3 separate regions of the Sus scrofa genome follow, and all the other regions are linked to region 1. A link is a contact called in public HiChIP or PLAC-seq data. All regions are on one chromosome and are shown on one strand. The core of a region is the stretch at or near the end of the contact, and the rest is flanking DNA. Distances in the headings are between cores, read along the strand shown. Region 1 has its middle 13 kb from the start of RUFY4. Region 2 overlaps TNS1 (tensin-1). Region 3 overlaps TNS1 (tensin-1).

Region 1 (3,217 bases), core at 558-3,057:
GGACCAAGGAGAACGCGAGGAGCCCCTCCCTTCACCATCCAGCCCACCCCTCCCCCACATGGGGGGAGGCTGCGGGGGGGAGGGGCTATCTTGTTCCGCAGAAAGCGAATGGGTGAGAGGCAGGAAAGAGGCCAAGTGCAGAGAGCCAGGAACCTAAGACCTGGCTCACATCCGACTACAATGACAGCGATGAGACTATAGACGAGTCATGCCCTGGGTCTCAGCCTCCCCATGTGTGAAGTAGGGTGATAACACCTGCTCGCATCACTTTTCGAGGTTGTGGTGAGCATCCTCTGAGGCTCTTTAAGAGCATCTATGATCATTATTGGAGTTCCCATCGTGGCTCAGTGGTTAACGAATCTGACAAGGAACCATGAAGTTGCGGGTTCCATCCCTGGCCTTGCCCAGTGGGTTAAGGATCTGGCATTGCCATGGGCTGTGGTGTAGGTTGCAGACACGGCTCGGATCCTGCGTTGCTGTGGCTCTGGTGTAGGCCGGCGGCTACAGCTCCGATTCAACCCCTAGACTGGGAACCTCCATATGCTGAGGGAGCAGCCCAAGAAATGGCAAAAAGACAAAAAAAAAAAAAAAAAAGGAGCATCTATGATCATTACTGCTAAATGACCTCTGACCTGTCTGCCAAGTCAGAGACCCCAAGCCCAGGGCTCTCCCCATCCCTGTCCCTCATTCTGAGAGGGGATCAGAAGTGAGGCCCTTGGCCAAGCCAGTGAGTGAAGAGGTCAACAGATGACTTCAAAGGCGACTCTGCAGGGGCGAAGGAAACGGATGCTTACTGAGGGCCCTCTATGTGCTGGGAACCTTACATGTCAGCCAACTCCCCTCCCTAACCCTTCAAGTGGGTGCTATCATCCCCATTTTCCAGATGAGGAAACTGAGGCTGGTCAGTGGCAGAGCTTAGACTTGCAACCAGATCAGCCTGACCTCTGGTTCCACACTTTTCCACCACAAACGCTCCCTCCTTTTCTTGGCATGGGGCTATAAGCTCATCTATCCCCACCCCTCCTCACCCCTAATCCCTGAGCCCCAGAGCAGAGCTCCCAGACCAGCCTCAGTTCTCGGGATTCCGGAGTCCAGGCTGGAGAGCAACACAAGAGGGGAAGAGGTGCCAACAAGAAGCCAGTGCCACCTGTCCACTGTGTCCTACAGAGCTTGGTGTGTTCTGTGATACGGACTCTTCACCACAGCCCGGCAAGGTGGGATCTATTGTGCCCATTTCACAGATGAGGAAGCTGAGGTTCAGAGACACTCTTAGTTTGCCCAGGGCACCCAGCTGAGAAGCAGTAAGCTAGACATCACCCAGTTACCCGTCCCAGAGTCGCCAAATGCCTGAGGAGGGGCAGCGTTGAGTCACACAGGGAGCCCAGGGGTCTTGCAGGAGAAACAGAGAACCGTTCTTCCCTCCCCCATCCTGCAACGCCCCCCCCCACCCACCCACCAGTTACCTCCAACATACTCAGCCCCTGCTGGCTTTGCTGAAACGCCATTAAGAAGCAAGGGAATAAATTAGCCCTGCTTAGCATATTGAGTGGCTGGGGTTCAAGAGGCCGTCTGGGTGGCTCACGCATCTCAATGCAGTCTGCAGTGGTGGGGAGCTGATGGGGGCAGTGTGGGGGGTGGGGACAGTCTGGCCGGCCTGGGCCTGGTCCGACCGCCCACAGATGGCCTCAGCTCAGTGCCCAAAAGCACTTGCTCCAGCTCCAACTTCATTCCCCTAATGGTGTCGCAGCCTGGCTCGGCTCTCCGCACCCCGGCCCCGCACTCTGGCCAGCCCGGCCAGTCCCAGAGGACACCCAAGGTTAGCACGGGGGTAGTTTCAAGCTGCCCAGCCTCGCCTAGAATGAACTTTGAGGTGGATGGCTCTGCCCAGGGGGAAAAGGAGGCCAGTCCAATGAGTATTCCTGAAGGCCCCTGTGCCCAGAACCCTCACTGTGCCTCAGTTTCCCCCTCAGCGCCAAGGTACCTCAGGTAGGAAGGGAAGGCGGGGAGGGGGGCAGGGAGAGCAGTCAGAGCCCAGGTGGAGTCAGCCCTCTGCTCCAGGAACATGACTAAGCTAAAGGATATTAACTCAACAGCCAGGACCCAGCCTGAAGCCAGGCCCCGAGGCAGCCAGGCCAAGCAGGCTCAGGCCTGGAAGGGAGCAGGACAGCCTGAGACCCAGGCTGCTGGATCCTTCCAGATCCTTCAGTCACCTCTGGCTCCACCCTTCCCAACCTACCTCACACCCCAGGGCCAAAGGCCCTGTCCTCCTCTGAGGCTCAAGGCCCTGTGGCGGCCACCAGAATGTGCCTCCTGCAGCAGGAGAGGGGCCTAGCTACGCTTTGAAATCCCTCACTAGGCTTGCCAAGGCCCTGCCTCCCTCAGGCTGCCCCCACCAGTGTCAAGGCGATTCTCAGGCCATTCCTGGGGGTGAGACTTGTCACCTCTCGCTTCTTGATTTCCTTTCGGCTATGCTGAACTCTCCTTAGAGGGCACAGCATTCTAGGAGGTCCCACTCTCACTCCCTCTGTCTCCCCTCCACTCAGGGTCAGACTGGCATTGCCCCCTGAAGGTTCTCCCAGCCTCACCGGCTCCTTCCTCTCCCTCAGCATTTCCCCTAATAAAATCTTTACACATTTAATCCCATTTCATTTCTCAGAGGACTCAAATGAATACAATCACTCCGTAACCATGAAGAGAGCAACAGGAGCTACTCTTTATTAAACGCTAGCGATGGACCCCACACGGTTCAAAGTGCTTTCAAGGGCGGCGGAGGGAACCAAGGCACAGAGAAGTTACATGGTAGGCTCGGTGATGCACAGCCCTGAAGCGGCAAAGCCCAAAGCTGAATTTAGTTTAACCCAGAAGGCCACCTGTGTAACCACTCCTCCACACCGCCTTCCCTGTAAGAGAGAGGCCATCCATCCCTGCCTGCTTTAGGGGAAAGAAAGAGGCTGGGAGTTCCTGTCACGGCTCAGTGGTTAACGAATCCAACTAGGAACCATGAGGTTGCGGGTTCGATCCCTGGCCTTGCTCAGTGGGTTAAGGTTCTGGCATTGCCCTGAGCTGTGGTGTAGGTCGCAGATGCAGCTGGGATCTGGCATTGCTGTGGCTCTAGTGTAGGCCTGCGGCTACAGCTCCAATTAGACCCCTATCCTGGAAACATCCATATGCCACGGGGCGGCCCTAGAAAAGACAAAAAAAATTTAAAAATTAAAAT
Region 2 (3,301 bases), core at 477-2,976, 130 kb before region 1:
CTCATAGATACTAGTTGGGTTCATTACCACTGAGCCACAGTGGGACTCCTAGAGATGGTAAGCATGAAAGAAGGAAAGATGGGAGCGCTGGCACCCCTCTGCCCAGCTCTGAACATTTCTCCTCCAACCACCAGCAGCCCCTATGCCTCTCCTTTAAAGCAGCAACACCGGTCATTCAATCCAAAGTTTTGAGACAAGAAGCAGCTGGGCGTGGCGTGTACCATCTGAGATCAGGGCTAGACAGCAAATCATGTTTCTGAGGACTCACTGCTCCTTGTCTGTTATCCTAACCCGCTCCCACCTCTAGGGTTGCTGACTTGTAGAAAAGTAGGCAAATGGACCCAAGCTAGTACCCAAAACACCCCAGGGCAACCTGATGGCACATGATGAAAGCGCGAGATCCAGTTCAGAGTCCCACAGCATCCTGCTGGGCAGCCTTGAGATTAACTGAATGCTCTGAGCCTTTGTAATATCGTAAGTAAGATGGGATGATCCTTATGAGCTTGTGTGAAGAGTACAAGGAATTATACGTGAGTTCCCATCGTGGCGCAGCAGAAACAAATCTGACCAGTATCCATGACGATACAGGTTCGATCCCTGGTCTCGCTCAGTGGGCTAAGGATACAGCGTTGCCATGAGCTGTGGTAAAGGTGCAGATGCAGCTCAGATCCCACATTGCTGTGGCTGTTGGGTAGGCCAGCAGCCGCAGCTCCGATGTGACCCCTAGCCTGGGAACTACCATATGCCGCACCTGTGGCCCTAAAGAAAAGCAAAAAAAAAAAAGAATTACGCACATGAGGCGCTTACATGTTGTTACTGTTACTACATCAAGTACAATTAAAAGGGGAAAGATACAAACACAACATTCACTCCTATGGAAAAGCAAAGCCCTGCATCAACAGCTGCCCCCCCACCCCCGATCCTTTTCAGCCACCTCACTCAATGCAGAATCTGACACCCAACCTGTCCATTCCCAGGCCCAGCCAGAGTCCTCTGAATTCAATGGCACTCTTCAGACAAACTCCCCGAAACCGGCCTTCCCTGACCATCAAGTTGCATCCACATCTTGGAAGAGGCTGGACCACAGTCCACCAAGAAGAGGAGAAACCGAAGCCACAGTGACTCACCCCCAAGTCCTGATGCCTGGCAGAGTTCACCCCTAGGCTCCGGGCTGGGCCCCTGGAGCCCCGAGAAGAGAAGCTCCCTTCAGCCATCTCCAGGCCCGGAAGCACCTACGAGGTGGGGGCGAGTTGGCTGTACAGCCCAGCTCCCAACTGAGCCCCAAGTCAGGGCAGCCCTGCTCAGAAAAGGGTTCTCCATCCAGCCTCTGGTCAGAAGGCTGTGGCCAGAGTCCCCTCTGCCTGGGCGGCCACCCAGCTCTGAACAGCTCAGCCTTGGACGAAGCAGCAGGAGGAAACAGCCAAGTGGGGCTGTCGGGGCGGAAAGTTTCTCTGTCGCCACAGCTCTCCTGGCCCTGAGGACTTGGGTTGGCATGAGTCAGGCTTTGGGGGTGGAGGAGGTGCGAGGGAGGGGGCGGTAAGGAGGGGTTGAGCTGTATTTGGTTTTCAAGACCCAAACCAGGCTGTTTCAAAACGACCCACCCAGAGGGACGCAGAAACCCAACACTCCATCCGTCTCCATTCTGCTGATCCCTGATGAGGAGCCACTGAAACTCCCCAGGCCCCAGGCCCTGCTCCAGGCCCCGGGGCCACCCTGCTATAAATAGCCCCTCGGGTTCCGGCGACTGCTTGATCCACAGCCATGTTTGGAGGAGGCCACCACAGCTGCTTCGAACAACTGGAAGCCACCACCAGAGCCAAGGCTGGAGGTGCGGCCAGGACCACGGGGCCAGGCTTAGGGAGCCGCAGGGAGACAATGGGATATTGAGACCGGCTTGGCAAGGGGACCTGGGAGCCGATGGGACCCTAGGGGAGCCTCCACGGGCACAGGGGCGAGAAGGATGCGCGGGGCGGGAGCGCCGGCTCCTGCTTCCCCACCCCTCTCCTCAATGTTACAACACTCCACATTCCTCCGCCTCCCCACCCCAAAAAAGCCAAGGAAGATAAATAAAAACTTGGCCCCAACCGAGTCTGGCCATGGCCACACTGCCTCCAGAGGTGATAAGACAAAGTCCAAGCCGGCTCTGCTCTGCCGAGCCAGCCAGGGAAGGGGAGGCCGGGGAGGAAGCTGCCCTGGACGGTGACCCCAGCGGGGAGGATGGAGATGAACAGCTGGACGGTCATCTCCCGATGAATCATTGGGCCGCCCCCTAACTGACAGGGCTTCCTGTTTTCTGCAAAGTTTGGGGGCATGTGACACTCGCTAGCAGAAAGCAGACGTGCACAGGTAACACGTCCGAGGGTTGGTGGCAGAGTCACAGGGAGAACCGGGGAACCACCAAGGGGCTGGGGGCGGGGGCGCATGAGTAACACAACCTGATGCTCCAAGAAATACAGTGACCTCACACACGCCAGGCGAGAGACAGCGCCTCCTGCGGCTGCCTAATCCCGAGGGCCTTTTTCAAGAGGGACACGGGCCTCTCTGCTCCCCATCGTCATGCACATGGAGTGGCACCAGCCGTGCGCAAGGTCCCTACGGTCTGTGAAGGCAGGTGCTCCTCCACGGAGCCAGGGTGAGAAGCAGCCACTTGGTCTCACTGACCCATCTGTCAATGGGTACAGCAGAGTCTCGGGTGATTTCTCTGCTCCATTTAGAGCCTCTGGGAAAAACCACCAGAGGGCTTTGTAAAGAGTACTGGAAAGAGTTTATTTCATCAAGGCAAGCAAGCTCTCTGGCTGCCTGTAATCCCATTCCTTTCCTCACTGGGGCTCTCAAAGCCCTTTACACACTCAGCTTTGAACTTCCCTATCCTTCCCCAGACAGGGATGGATAATAGGACTTTTGATCCACCTCCCTAGGCACCAAGAATCTGCCCTATCATCATCACCAACACACAGTCTTTCCTCTGCTTAAACGACACTGGGAAAGGAAATTCCACAGCCTTCCCCAAACAGTGTCTTACTTCTCTTATTATCGGGCAGTTCCTCCTGGTATCTAACCCTCACCCTTCCTGCTGCAGATTCAGCGAACTCTGTTGGCCTTGGTCCTCGCTGCAGGCGAGAGCTGCTGACCACTGCTCAGACACTCCAGAGCAGCTCAAGATCCATGTCCCCACCCCCCGGCTCCATTTTTCACCCTCTTCTTCCCCACCCTGCAGCACAGCGGGAACCCCAGGATCTGGGTGGGGTTGGTTTGGAGCAACGACTGCGTGGGAAGAGTCCTGCCTTCCTTTGAGGTCCAC
Region 3 (3,353 bases), core at 309-2,808, 230 kb before region 1:
GAGGAAGGCTGATCTGGGCACGAAACCCAAAAGGGGGCTGAGGGCTGGGAGCTGGTAGGAGCCACCTGCTTGCCCGAGGCTGGGCCACTTGCCTTGGGGAAGGTGCCCAGTGCTCAAAAACAACCCTTCCTCAGGGATCTCTCCCCCAACGCTATGGACACGTGTCCTCATCCCCTCCAACCAATGCTCCTGCCTCCTGGTGGAGGCAGGTCAGGGGTCACGCTGCAGCGTGACAGCCCCACGCCCGCTAGGGTCTCCATTGAGGAAAAGGGGGTGGCGGCACCCGAAGCTGTTAAAGCAGGTGCCGGGACCAAGAGACAGTCCGTTACCCATAATCCTGGGTGCTGCTGGGGCACAGGGCTTATCCCCCCTCCCTGCTGCCCTGTCACCCCCAACCCTAACTTCTTTGGACAAGTGTGCACAAGTGCAAACACAGGGGACACAGACAAGTTTACCTGTTTCTAATTCCAGCTGAGAGGCCAAGAGAAATCAGTGGGTGAGGAGGTAGGTGTGGCCATATATACACGCCACACCCACACCCACAAAGTGTGCATCAGCGGCAGAGCAAAGGGGCAGAGCAAAGGGGCCTTAGGTGCCTCGAGTGTGAGATACTTTCAAAAGCAAAAGGTTCCGCCACTGGATGTCCCATGCCGGCTCTTTTGGGTTTGGTGATCTACCCCAGAGGTGGCCAGAAAGAGGTTCTCTTGATGGGATTTCTCCTTGCCAGGAAGTTGGGTTAGGGAGAAGGAGCTTCTCTGTCCCCCCCGCAAATGTGGCTCTCCTAGGGGGGTTGCTTCTGTGTCCCTCGAGGAGCTCCATCCTCTTGGAGGAGGGGAGGGGGAGGTAGGTGGACCTGGTTAGATCTGGAGGCTCTGGGGGTTTTGCAGTGTCCATCTCCCTGGGGAATCTGAATTATTCTCCTCCATTTTTTCCTTCCTTCCTCTCTCTCTTCCCCCCTCCCCGTTCAATTCACTTCCCTCTCCCATGTTACACTTTCTTCTCTCCTTCTCCAAAATTGGCCCAAAGTCCTCCTTCTGGATTCGAGGATGGTCGGGATTCATGGGTCCCCTCCCCCACAGGCCCCCACCCCACTGCCCTGGCCCCGGGCAAGGGGTGGGGGTTCATCTCTTCTGGCCGGCACTCAGCATAACCTTGGAGACAAAGTTGACGATGGCAGAGGCCGGCTGGTTGGGGTCAAGCTCAGCAAAGAGGTGGCAGGCGTTGTCCGTGGTGCTGCCCTGCTTCCGGGCCACGAAGCCGAAGAGCCTGCAAGGGCAGAAGAGGGGTGGCAGGTGTGAGGAGGGGGTGGGAGGGACCCCAGGTGAGCAAGCTCATCTTTGAGCCCATGTCTCTCCCCCATCTTCGCCACCATCCTGAGCTCGGGGCATCAAGGGACAATCCTCGCTCCTCCATGGACAAGAAAACCAGTGCCTGGCGATGCCACGTTGCTTGTTCAGAGTCAGCAGAAATTGCCCTTTGGGGGGACAGGGGGAGGAGGTGCTGGAGGCCAATGACAAGACTGGACAGTGAGAGGTGGGGATAAGACCAAAAATAAAATGGAACATTCCCAGACCAGCGTCTCCTGGTTGGACCAGGCCCCACCCCACCCTACTGTTCTTACCCACAGCACATAAACACATGAATAAAATGCCACCTGCCTGTCAAACAGCTTGGCCTCCTCGGACACCAGAGAGGGTCAGGGAGACCAAAGGACAGGGGGCCACCCTCCCCTGACACACACACACACACACACACACACACACACACACACACACACACACATTTCTTCTAGGCTCAAGAGAGGGAGGGGGATGGGGACCCCACACCTGTTCCCCCCACCCCCACTCCCCACCCCAGGACGGCGGTGACCGAGCAGGCTCTGTGTGCAAAACAGAGTTAAAAATATGAGCACAGAGAACAGAATGTGAGCTCAGGTCCCCTCCCAGCTGGCACGTTGCTAATTAGAGCGGGATGGGGAAAGCGGGACAGCTGGAGATTCCGATGGAAACCCCTCTCCCAGGACTGGACCACAACAGCTAAAATTAGCAAAGTTGGGTCTGGCTCACCACCACGTGCGTGCACACGTGTATACACACACACACACACACACACACACACACTGGGCTTCCTACAGCTTTGCTCTCCCCACCTGCATCTCAGAGGCCTGGGGTTACAGTCTGCCCAAGTGGCAGGGACCACCCCCAGAACCCCCTGTCCAGGCTCCTCGGTGCAGTGGAGGGAGACCGTGGCTCCGAGCTGCCAGCATGACAGCGAGCCAACTCCGGTTCTGCCAGGACGGAGGGCCAGCCAACCTCTCAGGCCCAAACACCGTCCCACTGCCGCCTGCCCTCCCCTGATGTTTGTATTTCAGTTCTGTGGGTCCCAGGACCAACTCAACTGCAGCCCAAGTCCCTGCACTGCTTGGGATGTGGATGTGGGCGTGGACCCTCAGCATCCAAGGGCAGAGAGGAGCACCCACAAGCACCCGAGAGCAGGCACCTCCTTAAACTGGGGCCTTGGGGCATCTCACTGGCCCCACCCTGGTCCAGCCCTGAGCTCTCCTGGGCCTCCGCCAGGGCGAGTCCTGAAGCTGCTCCAGGGGTTTCCATGCCTGGGACCAGCCTGCTTTTGTCCCCAAGCACCTCCCCCTTGCAGGGCCCAGAAGTGAGGAAGGATGAAGTCCTTCAAACACGGCTGGTGACAGGGACTCCGAGACCCTGATGACCCTGCGAGCCCAGGAGGAGGCTGAGGCAGGAGAGAGGGAAGCTTTGAAATGACTGGACACGGGGGCTTCCTTTCAGCTGGGCCACTAACTCTTTGTGTGACCTCGGGCCAGGCCGGGTCTGCTGCATTCCTCCCACAGAGGCAGCGTCCACCGTGCTGATCCTGGGCAGTTCCACTGGTCTGGACCACGGTGGCCTCACTGGGCCTCCTCCTGGCTCTCCTCCTCCCTGCCTCCATCCTTTCCTTTCTTCATTACATCTTATTTTTCTTTTTAGGGCCGCACCCACAGCTTATGGGGAAGTTCCCAGGCTAGGGGAGCTGCAGCTGCCGGCCTACACCACAGCTGTGGCAACGCCAGATCCTCAACCCACGGAGCGAGGCCAGGGATCAAACCTGCATCCTCATGGATACTAGTCGGAGTCTTAACCCACTGAGCCACCACAGGAACGCCGCTTCATTAAATATTTATCAGCCCCTCCCACACAGCAGACACCGTCCTGCCCTCAGGGAGCTTGCAGTCGGGTTGGCCCCACGGCCCTGTCCCCATGAAAACAAAATCAGCTGCCCCTACCCCCACTCCCATTTTACCTATCACTTAAGACCTTTTTAAAATTGATTTATTTTTGCTT

What was found. HiChIP or PLAC-seq counts read pairs in DNA pulled down with a chosen protein or histone mark.
Region 2: an H3K27ac HiChIP or PLAC-seq map of skeletal muscle shows a contact between it and region 1. The contact joins two enhancer-like sites. A contact is called at or near these places in 1 of 47 Hi-C or Micro-C datasets (embryonic fibroblasts) and 2 of 2 datasets of contacts at active chromatin or transcription factors (alveolar macrophages and skeletal muscle).
Region 3: an H3K27ac HiChIP or PLAC-seq map of skeletal muscle shows a contact between it and region 1. The contact joins two enhancer-like sites.

The regions. Positions count from the first base shown.
Region 1 is chr15:120,178,709-120,181,925 of Sscrofa11.1, forward strand. No RefSeq gene overlaps it. Among named protein-coding and RNA genes, the nearest start is that of RUFY4, 13 kb to the right of the region's middle. Within about 2 kb of position 1,808, at least 6 of the 83 cell types and tissues checked have an H3K27ac peak or open chromatin away from gene starts, as enhancers often do. A contact at or near this core is called in skeletal muscle, where this site is marked.
Region 2 is chr15:120,049,980-120,053,280 of Sscrofa11.1, forward strand. All of the region lies in intron 5 of TNS1 (tensin-1), which reads right to left. Among named protein-coding and RNA genes, the nearest start is that of TNS1, 92 kb to the right of the region's middle. Within about 2 kb of position 1,727, at least 38 of the 83 cell types and tissues checked have an H3K27ac peak or open chromatin away from gene starts, as enhancers often do. A contact at or near this core is called in skeletal muscle, where this site is marked.
Region 3 is chr15:119,951,678-119,955,030 of Sscrofa11.1, forward strand. TNS1 (tensin-1) reads right to left here. Exons shown (of 36, transcript XM_021075207.1): 36 at 1-1,266. The coding sequence ends at 1,122. Among named protein-coding and RNA genes, the nearest start is that of TNS1, 190 kb to the right of the region's middle. Within about 2 kb of position 1,559, at least 5 of the 83 cell types and tissues checked have an H3K27ac peak or open chromatin away from gene starts, as enhancers often do. A contact at or near this core is called in skeletal muscle, where this site is marked.